Linked DNA regions of Rattus norvegicus: region 2 is linked to region 1. A link is a contact called in public Hi-C data. All regions are on one chromosome and are shown on one strand. Each heading gives the region's core, a stretch centred on a gene start, on an enhancer-like site or on the middle of the called end of the contact. The rest is flanking DNA. Distances are from core to core; before and after follow the strand shown. Region 1 holds the start of Atl1 (atlastin GTPase 1). Region 2 overlaps Nin (ninein).

What was found. A called contact is a pair of places that touch in the nucleus more often than the background predicts.
Region 2: a contact with region 1 is called in a Hi-C map of Schwann cells, with 2.5 times the contacts expected there. The contact joins the enhancer-like site here to the promoter of Atl1 in region 1. A contact is called at or near these places in 4 of 12 Hi-C or Micro-C datasets (Schwann cells, kidney, liver and 1 more).

Annotation. Positions count from the first base shown.
Region 1 is chr6:94,111,819-94,114,518 of GRCr8, forward strand. It overlaps Atl1 (atlastin GTPase 1), which reads left to right and starts at 1,406. Exons shown (of 15, transcript NM_001009831.2): 1 at 1,406-1,469. It overlaps Map4k5 (mitogen-activated protein kinase kinase kinase kinase 5), which reads right to left and starts at 1,125. Exons shown (of 32, transcript NM_001192016.2): 1 at 774-1,125. The coding sequence starts at 881.
Region 2 is chr6:94,310,632-94,313,331 of GRCr8, forward strand. Nin (ninein) reads right to left here. Exons shown (of 30, transcript NM_001106737.1): 7 at 2,482-2,672. Among named protein-coding and RNA genes, the nearest start is that of Nin, 52 kb to the right of the region's middle. Within about 2 kb of position 1,305, at least 29 of the 93 cell types and tissues checked have an H3K27ac peak or open chromatin away from gene starts, as enhancers often do. A contact at or near this core is called in Schwann cells, where this site is marked.

The sequences.
Region 1 (2,700 bases), core at 156-2,655:
TTTTTTTCTTCGGAGCTGGGGACCGAACCCAGGGCCTTGCGTTTGCTAGGCAAGCGCTCTACCACTGAGCTAAATTCCCAACCCCTATACTCATTATTATCAACCAGATACAAATGCTTAAACTTCTGCCAGGTGAAAAACATCTTTCTTTGAATTTGTTTAAACTTAATTACACTTTGTTTATTTACTGGGGTTTTTTTTTTTGGGGGGAGGGGGGTGGAGGTCAGGCGACAACTTGCTTCCACCACCGGGAGAATCCGGGGACCGTTCTAGGGACCTAAGGCTTGGCTCTAAGGGCCTTTATATCCAGAGCCAGCTCACCGGGTCCTCAAAGACATCTTCCTACAGGCCGTCATGTTTACACACAAATCCTTTTACTCCAGAACCAGATTACTTAGAGTTACAATTTAGAGCTCGGTTCCACAGAGATTTTTAAAGTCAAGTTCACCCATAACAATAATTTAGAGTGCAAATGCCTAGATTTACAATATTCTTTCCTATCTACAGCCTTCCGCGGAGCATTTTTTTTTTTCTCCACGTTAACACCAGAACATCCTTCAGAGTAACTTCAATACCATAAGTACGCCTTAAAACCACAAAAAAGCTCAGCGGTGGTTTGGAAGGTGCGGTTAAGTCTGCCGGTCGGTAGCGTTAGAATCGATGGGGAACCCAGGGTGCTCGGAACGCAGCCGCGGGGTCCGGGCCACTTCCTGGCCGGACTCTGTGGTCCGGCGCATCCCGGGGACGCCCCAAGCTTGCAGGCCGGGCCTCACCTTGTACACGTCCCCGTAGGTGCCGCTGCCGACCCTCTGCACCAGTTCGTAGTCGTGCTGCGGGTTCCGTCTCAGGATGTCGGCGGCAGGCCTCAGAGGGGCCTCCATCTTCGCTGCGCCCAGCCCGGGGCTCTGCCTGTGGCACCCGTATCCCGCTAACGAGGGTGCGCGGCGCTTCCCAACATGGAGCCTCAGCCCGCAGCTGCGCCTGCACCGGCGAGAGCGAGCGCGGGGGCGTCACGGGGCGCGACCCCGGCAGCCTCCGGGCCTCCTTGGCCCCGCCAGGCCCCGCGCGGGCCGTACCGAAGAGGCTGTTCCTTCCTTGTTGAGCGCCGGGTCGGAGACCCGCGTCTTCTCCGAGACGGCCGTGCGCACAGTCGCTGCTGCCGCCGCACCACGTTCCCCACCCGCGGCTGCGTCACCGGGAGACACGTTCGCGGCCGGCGCGGATCGAGCCCGGCCCGCCCGAGAGCGCAGGCCGCGGGCCCAGAGTGCCGCCCTGAGGCCCGCCGAGTGCACGACACCCTCGCCGCCGCCGGCCCCGCCTCCTAGCTGCTTGCGGGGCGCCCAAGGCATTCGTGCGGCGTCTGACCCGCCCAGGCACGGCCAGGATTCGTCCAGTTGCCGGCAGGACTAGAGGAGGAGGGCCTGTGCGCAGGCCTCGGAAGCGGTGCCTCCTACTTCCATTCAGTCAAGGTAAACTGAGTCCGTCCGGGCAGGAGGTGGGGGAGTGCCGGGTTAACTAAACGCCGGCACACCCGACTGCACCGTCCTGTTCCACACACTGTTCCCGGTGGTACCAGTTCTGAGGCTGGACCGGGGTTTCCCGAGACATTTTTGAAAACCCCAATTCCTACGAAGTTCCTGTGGTTTCTGGGCATCGCCACAATATTGCATCTTTAATGGGACTAGGAGTTCTGGAGATGCTAAAGCCAAGCTAGGGACCTTTGCCTGAGTCTGGTTCCAAAGTAGGTGATCTGGGACAAAGCGTCCTTGGCAACATCTGAGTGTCCTTATCAGTCCCTGGAAGAGGGTAGGTTTTGCATTTGACACCCGAGATGTTTGTAAACCATTTTATAGCATTGTAAAGAGGATTATAAACTGTAAGATGCCTAACCATGCCCAGAATATTGGGCAGGAGTTGTGAGAAGTGATTTGGTTAATGTTTTGGTCTGTTTTGTGATTTGAGTCCCAATCTTGTTCTTAACGTAGAAATGAAGTCACCAATTTTATGTATATAGGTAAAGTTATTTCTAGAGTCCTGCAGAGATTTTCAGTAGAAAAACTAGATAAGGACTGGAAAGATGGCTCAGTGGTTAACAACACTGGCTGTTCCTCAGAGGACCTGGGTTGATTGCCAACACCTGCATGGCAGCTCACTTCTGTTAACTCTAAGCAGGGGTCCAGAGTGGGCTGGAGGAGGTCTAGCACTCTCTTCTAGCCTGTGTAGGCACCAGGTATGCATATGGTGTACAGACATACATGCAGCCAAAACACAAAGTTAAATAAAAATTTAGGAGAAATTGAAAAAATAGATAAAATTACAACAGAACAAATTTCAGGTGACACGTGACTCCAGACACAATCTAATTCTGTTTTGAGAAATATACTTCTTATAGCTAATAACTAAAGAATCCAAGTAACACCTTAACAGAATAGAGAATATATGCATTTTCTTGTGTTCCACACACAAAGAGCACTTATTTAGGGAACATAAGTAAGCCCAGACTTACATGCTCCAGGGACAAAGCCTGTGTGTGTGCTGCATTGAAAAAAAAAGGTTGAAGAACAGTTCCTTCTTTCAAAGCTTCTTGGCACTTGTTTTGGTGGGCACATATTTTTGGCTTCGATGACTCAAAATCTCTTCAACTGTTCTATTGGTATCTTAGTACTTGTTTACTGTCATGGATTTATGTTGATCATGTAG
Region 2 (2,700 bases), core at 55-2,554, 200 kb after region 1:
AAATCAAACAGAGACCTTACAGCTCACACTGCTGCGGTAAGTAGGCTAAAGAAGGGCCTGAGACCGCAGAGCTAATGAGCCCCCGCACGATGCCTGGGCCACTGAGAAGCAAGAAGACAGAAGACTAACAAATTGTATTTCATGTGCTCTTTGCCAATTTGTAGGAAACATATGTCTTGTTTGGGAGAGGATCCTGAGGCAAGGAAATTTCTAGAGGTTGGAAATCTGGGGAAGAAATAGGTTCTGACAGAATACTGTGACGGGTAGCATTTGGGACAAGATGCTGAGGTTGCCAAAAAGCCTTCAACTTTTCTGTCTCGTTCTCACCAACACTGGAGGAAGTGGCTTTCAGGACCATTCAATCAGAAATGTCCACAAAATCTAGACAAAGCAACAGATTATGTCCTTAGTGCTTGCCTGGCCTTTGCCAAATCAGTGTAGTTTCTATGTGGCCTGAACACTCAAACACTTAATAGACTCCTGCCAGTTATTTTAAGTCAGAGCTCTGGATGAGAAGTGTTGGGTAAAGGGATGTAAATTTAGAGAGGACTGGGTGGTCGGGACTGGGCTCAAGAGAATGTGGGTTACCGGAGCAACTAAGGCACCACACAGACCCACTTTAGGAACAAGGGCATTTTCATTTCCCACATTGGCCAGGTCGGTGGGCACTTCCTGGTGTGTAGGGTGTGAAACGTGTATCAGAATAGAGTCCAGGAACCCCAGAGACCTGGGAGACCGAGGCATGGAGGCTTCGGACATCAGAAAGCAAGCGGTCGTCAGGGGGCAAATGAGGCTGAGAACAAAGCTAGCTCGGCACATTGTCGCCTGTGGTGTCCGGAGGAGACGATTGTGGCTCGCTACTACAAAATATTTGGGGAAAATTTCCAATGTCAAAGAGTGTACCTCAAAGTTCAGCTTTTAAAATACCGAACAAGTCAAACGAAATCATCCTTGGGTTTGATGAGGCCTCCTGGGAGTTGGTCTGCTCACCCTGCCCTCTTACTTGTCTTAACTTAGAGAAAGTGGGGTGTGGATGACTGCCAAAGAGAGCTCATCTAGTTCTCCCTCACAAAAATAGGGGGCAGCAGTGATCTCACAGGCTTCCTCTGCAAAAGGCTGACAGAGTTCAAACTGCTTTGGGGTGCAAAATTCTGGGATCCCAAGTCCTATGCTAATCACCAGCTCAGCCCCTCTGGGTTCAGACCTAAGGGGTGGAGGGCAGGGCATCTCCTCACTCCTCCTGGTGGGAGGGGTGGAAACACTAAGCAGGAGCATGATGAGTAAAGCCTTCCTAATTCTAGCAGCACAGGGAAAGAACTGAATGTGCCCCTTGTCTCCAGTTTTAGGAGCTCCCTGCAGAAGAGGAAGCCAGCTCTCTGCCAGTGGCTGCCATTTACATTCCAAAAAATTGTTCTCAGATCAGGAACTCATTTGTGCAACGTTTCTCGGTAAAACACAAAAAACAACCCTTTGTACTGTACTAGTTCAGAAATTAGGATAATTAATTTAATTTTATGATTCCATAGACACCGCTGAAAAATAAATGGGGCGCTGGGATACTCCAAAGGTTGCCAGGGGGCTTATATAACAGTCACATCACATGAGAACAAAAAAGCAAAACTAAACTAAAAACCAAATTTTTCTGCAAGTCAGGCTACTTGGCAGGTTTTGGAGATCGGTCTCTTTCTTGGTTAGGAATGCGCTACCACTCTGTCCGGAGGAGGCAGCCAGCATGGTGTCACATATCATCATAATCAGGGATTCTGGAGCAGTGACTGTATTCCTAACCTCCAACTCCCCCTAATCTTTATTTGCAGCTTTCTGAAAGACACGTCTTAGAATTACAGGTTTTTCTGTATAGCCTCACGGCTACTCATAAACGAATCCTGAAGATCCTCTCTTGGTTCTTCAGAACGAAGAGGAGGAAAGCAGAATCTTACCTCATAAACTCTCTGGGGCTTCAAATCTACCAAGCTCCCCGACCCTGTTCCCTCACGGCTAGAATCTGGCTGCTCTACACAACCAAGGCTCTCCTCACAGCAGAAAGCAAACTTCAAACCACAGCTAGAGAGGCAGCCTGTGCACTACTCTCATCTACCCAAGGGCGTAGGGAGAGCACTAGAACTTTCCAGAACGGAACATGCAGCAGCCTGACCTTCAGAGTTCCCGCCTAACTCAAGCCCGAGGCTCTCTTAATTCCTGTCTGCGTTCCCCCACAGTTTACTGTTTGGTTGATACGTCTCACACAGGGTAGCAGAGAGCACAGTAGGTGACCTTATTATATATTCAGGAACTCCAGCCACATCACGTTTGATTTCTGCCTCACAACATGACTTTCCCAAAGACAAAAATCCTGTAGAATATTTTTTTAGGGAAATAAAGAAGGCCGGGCCTCTAATAAGGAGGTCACAGTACGGCTCTTCCCTGCCTGGGGGCAGACAAAGCTCTTCTCATTATTCTCAAACACAGCAATGGGCTTACCGCTCCATCCACATTCTGCAATCCATACTGTTCGCAGATGGAAACCAGCTTCTTCCGGTTCAGGTGACCATCTCGAGTGATCCCCAGATCCTCACAAACCTCTTGCAGCTTCTCTTCTATCCAGTCTGGAGGAGGGCAAGACCCACCATGTGAAGCATTCAGGTCGTCTGGATTCCAAAACCTCAGCTGGCCTAAAATCAAAGCAAAAACTGTGTTATT